Linked DNA regions of Mus musculus: region 1 is linked to region 2. The links are chromatin contacts, called in public ChIA-PET maps. All regions are on one chromosome and are shown on one strand. The core of a region is the stretch at or near the end of the contact, and the rest is flanking DNA. Distances in the headings are between cores, read along the strand shown.

Region 1 (6,289 bases), core at 2,771-5,270, 140 kb before region 2:
AAGGGAAAAAGGTCAAGTACCACATAAAGGCAGATCTATCAGAATTACACCAGACTTCTCACCAGAGACTATAAAAGCCAGAAGATCCTGGGCAGACATCAAACAGACCCTAAGAGAACACAAATGCCAGCCCAGGCTACTTTACCCAGCAAAACTCTCAATTACCATAGAAAACAAGATATTCCATAACAAAACCAAATGTACACAATATCTTTCTACAAATCCAGCCCTACAAAGGATAATAGATGGAAACTTCAAGCACATGTAGGAGGGAAACTACACCCTAGAAAAAGCAAGAAAGTAATCTTTCAGCAAACCCAAAATAAGATAGCCACACAAGCACACTTCCACCTCTAACAACAAAAATAATAGGGAGCAACAATCACTTTTCTTTAATATCTCTTAACATCAATGGACTCAACTCCCAGTAGAAAGACATAGACTAACAGACTGGATATGTAATAAGGACCCAGCATTTTGCTGCATACAGGAAATGTTCCTCAGAGACACAGACAGACACTACCTCAGAGTAAAAAAGGTTGAAAAACAATTTTCCAATCAAATGATCCCAAGAAACAAGCTGGAGTAGCCATTCTAATATCGAACAAAATTGGCTCAATAGAAACAGATGTATAAAAGTTGGGGTCTTAGACAGATGCACTTAGCACTTAAAACAAGCAGAATGCATAGAAACCAACACTTATCTAGGACCAGTTGGCTATTCTGGGTCTCTTGTGGTTCCACATAAAATTGAGGATTTTCTTTCTATTTATGTGAAGAATGAGATGAGGATGTTGATTGTGACTTCATTGAATCAGTAAATTGTTTTGGTGGGAAAGTCATTTTTCACAATGTTAATTCTACCAAGCTATACACTTAGGTGGTCTTCAAATTCTAGTATGTTTCTTGTTTGTTTTGTTTTTTTTTTTTTGTTTTGTTTTTGTTGTTGTTGTTCGAGACAGGGTTTCTCTGTATAGCCCTGGCTGTCCTGGAACTCACTTTGTAACAGGCTGGCCTCGAACTCAGAAATCCGCCTGCCTCTGCCTCCCGAGTGCTGGGATTAAAGGCGTGAGCCGCCACACCCCGGCTTCTAGTATGTTTCTTAATCTCTTTCTTTACACATTTAAAGTTTTCATTGTAGAGGTTTTTTACCTCTTTTGTTATATGTATTCTAAATATTTTATTTGAGAAACTAGGAAGAGGAGCGTGTCCATGATCTCTTTCCTTCTTTCTTTCTCTCTCTCTCTCTCTCTCTCTCTCTCTCCTCTCTCTTTCTTTCTTTCTTTCTTTCGTTTTCTTTTTAAGATTTATTTATTTATTATATGTAAGTACACTGTAGCTGCCTTCGGACACTCCAGAAGTGGGCGCCAGATCTCATTATAGATGGTTGTGACCCACCATGTGGTTGCTGGGAATTGAACTCAGGACCTTCGGAAGAGCAGTCAGTGCTCTTAACCATCTCTGAGCTGAGCCCTCTCTCCAGCTCCCATGATCTCTTTCTCAGCATGCTTGATACTCGTATATATTGACTGGTAAATTTTGCAAGTCAATTATGTATCATAACACTTTGCTGAAATTATTGAGAATGTCTACAATTTTTTCTAGTCAAATTTTGGGAACATTGGGTATAAGATAATATAATCTTCAATGGAAAATAATTTGACTTAATACTTCCCATTTGTATCCCTTCTCTTGCCTTATTGCTCCAGCTAATGTTTCAATCGCATTATGGATGAGTAGTAGGGACAGTGGGCAGTCCTCTTCTATTCCTGATTTTTATGGGGCTTATTAATGGTTCTATTCATTTAGGTTGATATTGCCCACGAGTTTGTCATTCATAACCTTTTTTATGCTTGAATATGCTTCCTACACAGTTCTACTTGTTCTAGGGCTTTTATTAAGAATGCTTGTTGAGGGGCTGGAAAGATGGCTCAATGGTTAAGAGCACTTACTGCTCTTGTTCTTCCAGAGGTCTTGAGTTCAATTCCCAGCAACCACATGGTAGCTCACAACCATCTGCAATGGGATCTGATGCTCTTCTTCTGGTGTGTCTGAAGAGAGCAACAGTGTACTCACATACATAAAATATATCTTTTTTAAAAATGCATTTTAAATCTTTTCAAAGACTTTTCCGTTTCGTTTCTTTTCTTTTTCCTTCCATTGAGATGATCATATGATTCTTGTATTTTTGTCCATGTATTTGGCTTATTACATTTATTTTTTTATATATGTTAAAACAATAGAAATTAAAATCAATGAAAAAAAAAGTAAGTTGGGTGTAGTGGTAAACTATTATATTATATTATATTATATTATATTATATTATAGTGAAGCAGGAAGACCTCGAGTTCAAGGCCAGCCTGAACTAATTAGACTAATCAAGTGAGAATTTAACCAAAAGGAAAAAAAAGAGAGAGAAAGAAAGAGAGAGAGCTGGGTATGCAGAGCAGTTGCTTGCTTAAGCAAGTACAATCCCTGAGCTCCATCCATCCTCAGACAGCCTAGACTCGAGTACCTCCACCACAGGATGAAGGCCAATAGGAAAGTCACGGGGGTGGGGGTGGGGGTGGGGTCAAATGAGCAACAGAGTATGCTCCTCCCCCCGCCCCCCACAAGGATTGCCAAGCCCTGATCCCTAAAACCTCTGAATATGTTGCCTTTGTTAGGTCTCAAAGAAACCCAGGCTACTTCTACCCTAAACCTCTTCCTTCCCCATATAACTCAGCCATTTTGGACATGCCCACTTGGCTCTTGACTGGTTCTGCTCCGGGATCTCTCTTGGTCTGCTTGCCCTCTCTTCTATTCCTCTCACTAACCCCCCCCCCCCCCACACACACACACACACACACCCCACAAGCCCAGTTTGGTCTGATGACCACATTCAGTCTGGACTCTTGTCTCTGGCTGTTCTCTCCCTCAGATCTACAGTAAAACCCCTCTCCTCAACCATACCTCGGAGCAGTCATGTCCTCATTTTTCTTTCATCCATTCATGGTGCTCCTCCTGCCTCAGCCTCCCCAGGTGCATCTGCCTCAGCACAAAATAATTTTAAAATATAAAATAAACCAGATCGTTTTTTATTTTTTATTTTTTTTAGATTCTTATGTAGCCCAGGCTGGCCTTGAACTACTGACTCTCTAATAATCGCAAAACAGAGCTCCTCCTTCCTAGGTTTTTAGCTCCTTCCAGTAAGGCCCACAAGGTAGACCCAGCATCAGCACCTCATCACCCCAGCTCCAACTTACACTGAAGCAACCACATCTGTCAGTTCCTCGGACTTAGTCCACTCTCAAGGGTGTTTCTCATTCCTGACTAGGTATTATGATCTAAAGGGTCCCAGCATCTCATTCTCCCACCTGGGACCTTCAAAGGAAGAGGCAAAGGAGGAAGGCGGGCTCGTGGGGGGCGGGGAGGGGGGTAAAGGAGGAAGGTGGGCTCCGGTGGGGGGGGCGGGGTCACAGCAGGAACTGCACAAGCCCAAGTCCTTGAGGGTGGGGCTGAGCAGGTTGCTCTCATTCAGGCCAAAGAAAGGAAGTGGGAAACTGCAGCTCTGGGCTCTGCTCTCTGGGGACGAGAGTAGATGCTGGCCGTCTCACCCCCAAGCTGTGTGAAGAAAAGAGGCTATTGACAGAAGAGCGGGCCAAGGCACGTCATCTGGTGGGTGTTTTTGTTCAGTTCGGTTTGGTTTTTTTTTTTTTAATTCAAGTGGGTGATAGCTTTTTTTTTTCTCTCTCTCTCCTGAGAAATGTTAGAAACAAAGAATCTTTGAGTTATGACTCCACAGACACAGAGCATAATAATCACCCAGATTCAAACTTTTGGTTTACATGCCCGTAGAAAACTGTCTAAACCTCCGGAGCCTGCATCCGAGGGTTACTAGGAGCCAAGGATGACCCCGCAGAAGGAAGACTCGAGTTGTCAGGAATGACAGGGCTCTGTCCGAGTACACACAGCCTTCTCTGCACTCTGTGAGTGGGAGGAATTGAAGATTCTTTTCTCTGCCCCCTGTAATCACAGCCTGCCCAAGGGGAATCCCACAGTGTAACCAAGCATGGACTGGAAATAGTTTTAACTATTTCTGGCACACAGATAGAAAATGCAGATTCAGACTCCTTCCTTGTCTTTGCTCTCTTCGTGGGAGACAGCCTCGGCTAGCTCAAAGGGAAAGTCTACCGCCCTTCTCACCATCCTGCAGTTGTGTCAGCATTCTTAGCTTCTTGAGTGTGTGATGATGACTGGGAATATGGAAAAGGGGCAGGACCTTGAGGACCAGGCGAGTGAGTGAAGATTAAAGGGAGCAGACGACCCCTTTATCTCTACATGGACTAATTGTATTTAACATAATTATTTCCAAGGTGAGTGTGATGGAATGAACACCTTTGTAATTCTGGCACTTGAGAGGTGAAAACAGGAGAACCAGGAGTTCGAAGCCAGCCTGGGCTATATGAGACTCTCAAAAGGACCAACGATATTGTTATTACTGTTTTATTCCCATTTTTACTGCTGAGGAAACAGGTTTATAGAGGTGAAATGAACTATTTATACAGCGAGCAAGGAGCTGACCTTGGAATGTGGTTCCGGAGAAGTTACTGGCTCTCTTAAGCACCTGTCTTCCTTGACTGACTCTTTTATATATGAATTTATGGTTGGATAATGGGAAATAAGAATGAGGTTGGTACTGTCAAAGAGACTTGCTGTGAGATGCATACAAGTCCATATTTATCTTCAAGGCTACAAGAAGCCAAAGAGCATTATATAAACTACAGAGGGATTCTCTGAGGCTCTCATAGTCTGACTAGCTCATTCCCTGCTCCCTCCCCTGGTCTCCCTCCCTCATCCAGTCCCCTTCCAAGCCCTCAGTAGAGGCTTATTCACAAAGATCAAATGCCAATCTCCTTGGGAAGTACACAGCCTAGTGCTTAAGAGTCAAAGTCACATCCTGTCCAGGCTCCAGCAGTCACGAGTTGGGACATCCTACTCCCAAGCTGGCTTTGATTAGCTCACATTTCTCAACAGGGATCCTGCAAGAATTAGGCCTTTTGATTCACTTCCTCTTTGTTAAGATTAAAACTGTAGACTTTCCTTGTACGTGGCTGAGTCTGATTCCTGGGAAAGTTATTCCCAGAGCATGGAATAGCTATGCATGTTAGTAATGAGGACCTCACATGGTGCCTCCCACAGGTGTGAGCACAACCAGGAGGCAACATAAAAGCCAGCACAATTTGAATATGGTAGACCTGGCTTCCAAGGGAGGGAATTGAACTGAAGCGAGATGGTTTGCTTTTTCTAAAATGATGTTATCTGAAAGTCATGACCACACACAGGCTTGTCACGGAGGATCACCTGGAGTCTAATCCTCAGGAGAGAGAATGGCAGGTTTGCGCATGATGGTTTCCCTTGCAAAACCTTTTGAGAGTGATGTCCAAAAAGAACAATGCATTCATGCAGGCTTTTCTTATTTTCCTATTGAAATGGTGGGTACTTTACAAAGAAAGGCATTTGCTGGCTTCAGATCAATGAAATACAGGACAGCTCAAAGGAACAGAGATAGAAGGCAAGTGATGCTCCATGATGATCAAGTGTCACTGACTGTGATCTCATGACACCAAAGATACTTCACTCAGTCAACAGAGTGATTACTAATCCCTGCTCATATTCAGATTAGCCTAGTTCATTTGTAGATTTCAGGGAATGAATGCAACTCTGAAACGAATGGCTAAGCTTCCTCCTGGAAAATGAAAAGGCAGAGAAAACCAACAAGACAACCAGCCTGAAGAGCTAACTTACCCCCTGTCGTAGTCAGGGTTTCTAATCCTGCATGACCAAGAAGCAAATTGGGGAGGAAAGGGTTTATTCAGCTTACACTTCCATACTGCTGTTCATCACCAAAGGAAGTCAGGACTGGAACTCAAGCAGGTCAGGAAGCAGGAGCAGATGCAGAAGCCATGGAGGGATGTTACTCACTGGCTTGCCTCACCTGGCTTGCTCAGCCTGCTCTCTTACAGAACCCAAGACTACCAGCCCAGGGATGGTCCCACCCACAAGAGACCTTTCCCCCTTGATCACTAATTGAGAAAATGCCTTGCAGTTGGATCTCATGCAGGCATTTCCTCAACTGAAGCTCCTTTCTCTGTAATAACTCCAGCTGTGTCAAGTTGACACAAAACCAGCCAGTACAATTGACCCCTTGTCAACTTGACACACAAACACATCACTAGTAAGCCTCAACCCTTAGTTTCTTATTCATCCCCAAGATCTAAATAACTTTAAAAGTCCCACAGTCTTTACA
Region 2 (6,744 bases), core at 2,290-4,789:
ATGTGTGTGAAAGTATGTGTGTATATTTGTATGAGTGTATGTGTGTGTGTATGATGTGTGTGTATGTGTGACTGTCTTTGAATGTGTGAATGTATGTGTGTGTGAGTGTGTGTGTTTATGTGTGTATGCATCTCTCTATAAATACCCATGTTGGATGTCCTGTTCTATCAGAATCACCTTACTACCTTGAGGCAGAGTCTCTCACTGAATCTGAACCTGAACCTGAACATTTATATTAGTTACCATTTTCTATTGCTGTGATAAACTACCACGATCAAGTCAATTTATAAAAGAAAGCATCTGATTCAGCATACTGTTCAGAGGCTTAGCGGCCATACTGTTAGAGCAGAGGTTTAGTGGCCATACTGTTAGAGTAGAGGTTTAGCGCCATACTATTAGAGCAGAGGCTTAGCGGTCATACTATCAGAGCAGAGGTGTGCTGGCAGGAACAGCTGGGAGCTCAGAGCTCACATCTCAAAACCACAAGCAGAAATGAGAGGGGGAGCTCTGGAAATGGCAAGAAAAATCTTTTGCAACCTCACCCTGTTCCCAGTGACACACGTCCTCCAACAAGGCCACACCTCCTAATGCCTCCCAAAAATTTTGACCAACTGGGGACCAAGTCTTCAAACATACGAGCCTGTGGAGGCCATTCCCATCCAAACCAGTATACCATTTCAGTTGGGTTGACTTGCCAGTGAACCCTGGAAACCTACCTGTCTCCACCTCCCAAGCCTGGGGTTCTAGGCACACACCCCCATCCCAGCCCCTTTACATGGGTGTGGGGATTTGAACTCAGATCCTTGTGCTGTGTGGCAGGTAGGCACTCCTGCACAAGGAGCCCTCCTCTTAGCCCCCAAGACTTGTTTTGATAAAACTTTATAAACATGGCTAGATAGCCTATAGGTTGATAATTTTATCCTTTTAAAAATATCACATTAAATTATAGCTCATTTTTAAAATTAATCCACTCTCTTCTTTGACAGTTTCACCCAGTTACCTAACACATTCCGGTTACTTCCCTCCCACTCCTACCGGCTCCCCTTCTTCTCTACATACCCCCATATTCATATTCCCATACCCATGACTTTTTGTAGTGCTTCGTGCCCTATAGAATTTAACCAGGGCTACAGAATCTGTGTGACCATGGATTTAAAACTATCCACTGGAGTCTGGTGGGCTCACCAGGCAGTGTGCAGTCAGATACTATGTCTCCCCATCTCCCTCAGACTCTGTTGGCAGCCATCCCAGTTTGCTTTCTGTTGCTGTGATAAGGCAGTGACTAAAACTAACCTGGGGGTGGGGAATATGGCTTATTATGTCCCACAGATTAGAGTCCTTCACCGAGGGAAGCCATGGTAGGAACTCAGGCAGGTCTCTGGAGGCAGGAATTGAAACAGAAACTACAGAGGAAGGAGTTAACAGTTCGTTCCCAGCTCAGCTACCTTTCTTACACAGCCCCAGGAATGGCACCCGCCACCGTGGGAAGCACCCTCCACATCAAGCAGCTCCTGTATCAATCAGTCATCAGAAAAAACAGATATGGCCATCACAGTAGCCAATAGCTTAGCAGTATGTGGTAGGGGGTCTGTGAGCCGTTTCCCCATCCGTAGCTGGCTGTTGGGTGGCCTGACTTGGAAGGCCCAGTGTCAGTTAGAGCAGCTGTTGTGTGATCACAGATTATGGTTTATGTTGATTCCTCAGATATGGCAAACCAGACACTTGATCTGCTCTTCTCCTGAGGCTGGCCCTCAAAACAGAGAGGTTCGGTGGGCCCAACTCCACACAGTTCTTCCTTGCTTCTGCAAGGGCCCACTGTCTGCCGACTCCCTACTCAACAGTCGGGGCTGAGTCTGTCTGCTTGTCCTTCTGAGAAGAGACTCCTTTCTAAGACAGAGTTGATTGGTTGGTTGTTTTTGTTAAGGTGGGTCTCACTCTGAAGCTCAAGCTGGTCTAGAACTCACTGTGTAGTCCTGACTGGCTTCAAACTCATGGAAATCCTCCTGCCTCAGTCAGCCTTCTGAGTGTTGAGATTACAGGTATGAGTTACTATGCCCTGCTTTCCAAAGTTTTGTTGTTGTTGTTTTTGTTTTGTTTTGTGTGTGTGTTTTGTTTTTGTTTTTGTCTTTTTGTTTGTCTTGAGGCAGGGTTTCAAGTAGTTTAGGCTGTCTCAAATTCTTTGTGTAATTAAATAAAGATCTCATACTTCAATTCTCTTGCCTCAGCCTTCCGAGTGCTGAGATTGTAGGCATGCACCACCATGCCCCGCGGATCCAGTGCTAGAGACTGAGCCCATGGTATTTTGTGTGCTAGGCAAACTCTCTGTTTAACGGAGCTCTGCCCACCCTTCCCCCAAGATGGAACTTTGTACCTGTGGAGGCCAAAAGAGGGCATAAGATCTCCTTGAGCTGGAGTTGCCTGACTGTGAGATCCCTGACCAAGTTCTGGAAACTGAACTTGGCTCATCTGCAAGAGCAGCAAATACTCTTAACTGCTCAGTCAAATGCATTGGCTAAAATCAAAATGCGTTTTTTTTTTTAAGTTATTATGGTGTACCTTTTAAACAATGCTGGTGGATCTCCCTCACTCCAACCATCTTTTAAATCACTCTGACTTTAAAATGGAAAGGATTCAGGGAAATCAGACTGGCAGACTTCAGCTATCTAAACAAAGGGTCACCACACTGATTCATCTGCCCAGCTCCAAGAAGCAGAACTTGTAAAAGAGTCCGAATTCAAAGCACATTGGTATCTGTAGTTTTCAGATCAAATCTCAGATGTGTGTGTCTGGTGAGAGCGTTTGTGCATATACATACTTTGTGTGTACATACAGGTAATGCCTAACTCTATTTGTGAAGTGGACCAGGCTGAGAGATACCCAGATAGGTGGTAAAAGCATCGTTTCTGGACATATCTGAGAAGCTGGCTCCCTAAGGGTTAGTGATATACTGGAAGACGAGGTAAAGGTCTGCCCTCACCAGTGTGACGGGCACTATCCAATCTGTTGAGGGCGTGATGAAGCAAACATGTGAAGGAAGGGTTAATGTGTTGTCTGCTTCCACTAAGACGCCCAGCCCTGGTTGCTATATCTCCTTAGACCTTTGGACTCAGGCTGGGACTTAACATCTTCAGCTCCCCTAGTTTCTGGCTATTAAGTTGGGATTGAATTAGATCACTGACTTCCCTGAAGTCAGTCTTGAAGACAGTGGGTCATGGCCTTCCTAATCAAGTGTGAGACAGTCTCCTCACATGCACTCCTCCATATTCATCCTATTTTTTAATTTGGGGGGTGGGGGTGGGTCTAGACACTGAGTAACATGCACAACTATGCAGGTGTATGTGTGTGTACGTATATACATATATACTTGGCTTTGCAAAATGATCTAAAATGTAGGTGGACCGCAACCAAGCTGAGAGGAGCGTCACCTCTTACAAAACCATTTCTCTACAGATGTGGGATCTGGCCAGAGACTCAGCTGTGGGACACGTGTCTTACTTTCTAAGTGGCTTATTTCTCAGCCCACAAGCCACCTCTTTTGATGAGCAACGGCTGACTATGTCATCACTTTTCCTGTAGAGTCAGGCTAATGTCGAGCCCCATGCTTTGGTACTGGAGCCCTATGACTAAAATAAGTGTTGTTTATTATTATTACAGTCGCTTTGCCAACCACACCAGGAGAATTTCTTCCCTTCTTTTTTATCACCCTGACATTAAAAAGGACAGGGATCAAGGCTTATTCTGTCAGTTTTAAGCCATCTGTGTCACCGTGCTGATTCAAAAGCAGACTAAATCTGGTTTCTCTTTCTCTCTTAGGTTGACGTGGAGGCTGCTGGGTCTTTGGTGTTGTGATGTGCACGGTTTTGACTGTGTATAAGGCAGAGCTAGAGCCCAGGAGGGACGCTGCAGGACCTTGGATCAAACATCACAGTAGGAAGCACACAGGAGGGAGGAAGGTCCTGACATACAGGCCTGGTTTGACAAGTCTTGTAGACAGAAGGCTGGGCACATGCCCACAGACACTGACTTCCTGTGAGTGCCCTTTAGAACTCTAGATGGGGAACTGTTCTCAGCACTGGCTCCTCCAGGCAGGACCTTGACAAGAGCTTCATGCTACAGTGTTTTGGCTGTCAGTGTCTATGCCGTCACCAGGGTTAGGACCACAGAGTGTTGGGTCTGCTCTTGCTCTGCCCTGCACCCAATTTGTGCTTCACATTTCTGGTTTTATTTTATGCTCAGAGGTTTAGGAAGAATATCTAGTTGCACATCACCATGTTTCCAGCACCAGGCACACAGTAACTGCTTTATAAATGTTTGTTCAATGACAACATCTCTGTACAATGAGTCCTCGAGAAGCTGCAGGCAAGCCCAAAGCTAGTTAAATGCCACCAAATCCAGCTTCAAGCCAGACACTTGAGCCAATTACTGGCTACATTTTGGGCATGTTAGATAGTCATGCCAACTCTCAATTGTCTATACTCTAATGCAGAGATATGTCATAGGGTTATTAGAAGATTAATATTAGACACTACTCATGACAGCTTTGTGGCACTGCGCTGTCCTTCTCATTGTTTTCTGCATCCCTCATGAGATAATTATATATGCTCATTCCATGCCAAGAAACTTTCAGAGTTACTTCATGGGAAGGGTGGATTGCCCTATCGCTCCCACGCCAGGCCCAAGGGAACATAAACAACAGGTGGCATAGCCAAGTGTGAATTGTGTGAGTCACGTGTGGCTCTGCCGGTGCCTTTTACTCCTCTATCAGTGACCATGCACCACACATGTGGGTGCCTTTCCCATCCTGAGTCCTAGGATGAAGCTACATAGAACGGATCCATAACTACACCTATAGAAATATAAAATAGGAACAAGCTAGGTATGGTGAGCCATACCTATAATCCCAGAACTTGGGAGAGGGAGGCTATCTTTGGCTGCATAGCAAGTTCAAGGTAAGCCTTGGCTACATAAAAATCAAAGAGCCAGTAAAATAGAAATAATGAAAGAACTATGAGCAATGACACCCCACTGCTGGGCTACACATTACAGCCCCAGAGCCGAGAGAGAAAGCTGACTGATACAAAGGGCATGCCACCACATAGGGGTTGAATAAACTCTTCAGGATGCATGGGCAATCCTGAAGCCTCTCTCACGCCAACCGCTCCCATACTTCTGCTTCTGCAGTGTGACATTCAGTCGCTTCGATCATCGCAGCAAACTCGGGCTGCATTTGATGGTGTAAAAGGGGAGCAGAATTGCGACTTCAAATATTTTTGTTTATTTACATGTGTGTGTGTGCACATGCTATGCACTGCAAGGGTGTGCAGGTCAGAGGGCAACCTTCAGGAGTATATTTCTCTCCTTCCACTACCTGGGTCCCAGGGATCAAACTCAGGTCCTCCTATTTGGTAGCAAGCGCCTTTACCCATCAGCTATCTCGCTACCCCTGGGAATTGTTTTTGACGGGAGGCAAAGCTGAATCCTTCTAGCACTTAGAGTTCAGGAACTCCACCCAACATGCCTTTCCTGGATTGTTCATTCCAGCCGATAGTCTACATTTACTGAATCCTACTGTCTGTGTTTACAGAGCTATTACCAAAGAGCAGTGTGCCATGTGTCCTGTCCTTACCACTGCAGGAGGACAGCAAAGCACACAGGTGCTATGGCTTTCCCTTCACCACACGCACACACCTGGTGGAAGGGGTAAGGAAGGGGGTGGCATTGCTCTTCTAAAATAGGTGAAGTTGCCGGGCTTTGGGAAGGGACAAGCTCCCCACAGGCCACAGCTCACACAGCTGGCAGTGACACTGGACTGGAAGCAGAGGTCCTAGCCTTTGGAACAGTGACCTTTTCTCCATGTTAGGGTGCCTCCATGCTCATTCATGGCCACATTCCCTTCTGCTTATTCTAGACTGAGTGATATTCGGCCTCTGCTGGCATAAACCCTGAGACCAAGGTCTGTTCTTCACACATCACACATCACATTGCCCAAGGACTGCCCTAGACTAAGGAGTGAGAAGAGGCAGTGGGCACTTGGAAACCTGGCACAGCCTTATTTTTCTTCACCAATGAGTACCCAGTGAACATTTTTGTTTGTTTGCATGTGAGGCCATGCAATAAGCAAGCACGGGTGGTGGTCATGAGCTTTCTCATGGGGCAGCTTCCTTGTCCTAAAGCAAGTTACCTTTAGCCAAAGGACAGACCTGTGGACAGTGAGCTGGACAGATGACAAGGTTTTTCTTATGGGAATAGAAAAGAGAGAGTTCGTGGATGTGAAGGAGATATGAACTCTGGCAAGGGTGAGAGCAGGCTGTGGCAGCCCTGGCCCAGAGGGATGAGTAATTTTTCTGTAGGCAGGCACGGTGGAGAACATTTTAGAGGAACAGGACGTTCAGGACAGGGAGATGGTCCAGGCTGGAGCAGGGATTATGCAGTGAGTCATACACCGGGAAGCCTGGGTTGAAACCCAAATTTACAGCAGGTAAATCCCAGCCTAACATGATCTTGTTTTGTCCTTATAATCTAGACACACACACACACACACGATTTGCTTTGATACAGGGTATCATGTAGCCCAGGCTGGTCTCAACTCATTATGTAGCAGAAGATGACCTTAAACTCCCAATGTTCCTATCTTCAGAGTGCTGGGATTATAAGCCCACACACTTCTATAATAAATATTATCTTAATCCAGCACTTGGGGGAGGCTGAGTTCTCCACCAGCCTGGGCACTGTGAGATCTTTTCT

Evidence for each region. ChIA-PET counts read pairs in DNA pulled down with a chosen protein or histone mark.
Region 1: an RNA polymerase II ChIA-PET map of memory CD8 T cells shows a contact between it and region 2, with 50 read pairs. The contact joins two enhancer-like sites. A contact is called at or near these places in 6 of 39 promoter capture datasets (the C10 cell line, the HPC-7 cell line, cranial neural crest and 2 more), 2 of 15 datasets of contacts at CTCF or cohesin (CD8 T cells and the NIH/3T3 cell line), 10 of 484 Hi-C or Micro-C datasets (Sertoli cells, cerebral cortex, double positive thymocytes and 5 more), 6 of 115 datasets of contacts at active chromatin or transcription factors (CD8 T cells, the SCID.adh cell line, embryonic stem cells and 3 more) and 4 of 9 other capture datasets (adipose tissue, embryonic stem cells, liver and 1 more).

Annotation. Positions count from the first base shown.
Region 1 is chr4:57,864,927-57,871,215 of GRCm38.p6, reverse strand. All of the region lies in intron 8 of Pakap (paralemmin A kinase anchor protein), which reads right to left. Among named protein-coding and RNA genes, the nearest start is that of Gm26138, 9.4 kb to the left of the region's middle. Within about 2 kb of position 4,020, at least 115 of the 459 cell types and tissues checked have an H3K27ac peak or open chromatin away from gene starts, as enhancers often do. A contact at or near this core is called in CD8 T cells and memory CD8 T cells, where this site is marked.
Region 2 is chr4:57,728,161-57,734,904 of GRCm38.p6, reverse strand. The region is part of intron 6 of Pakap (paralemmin A kinase anchor protein); the gene reads right to left. Gm35099 (a long non-coding RNA gene) reads left to right here. Exons shown (of 4, transcript XR_003955209.1): 4 at 3,814-4,824. Among named protein-coding and RNA genes, the nearest start is that of Gm35099, 24 kb to the left of the region's middle. Within about 2 kb of position 3,539, at least 77 of the 459 cell types and tissues checked have an H3K27ac peak or open chromatin away from gene starts, as enhancers often do. A contact at or near this core is called in CD8 T cells and memory CD8 T cells, where this site is marked.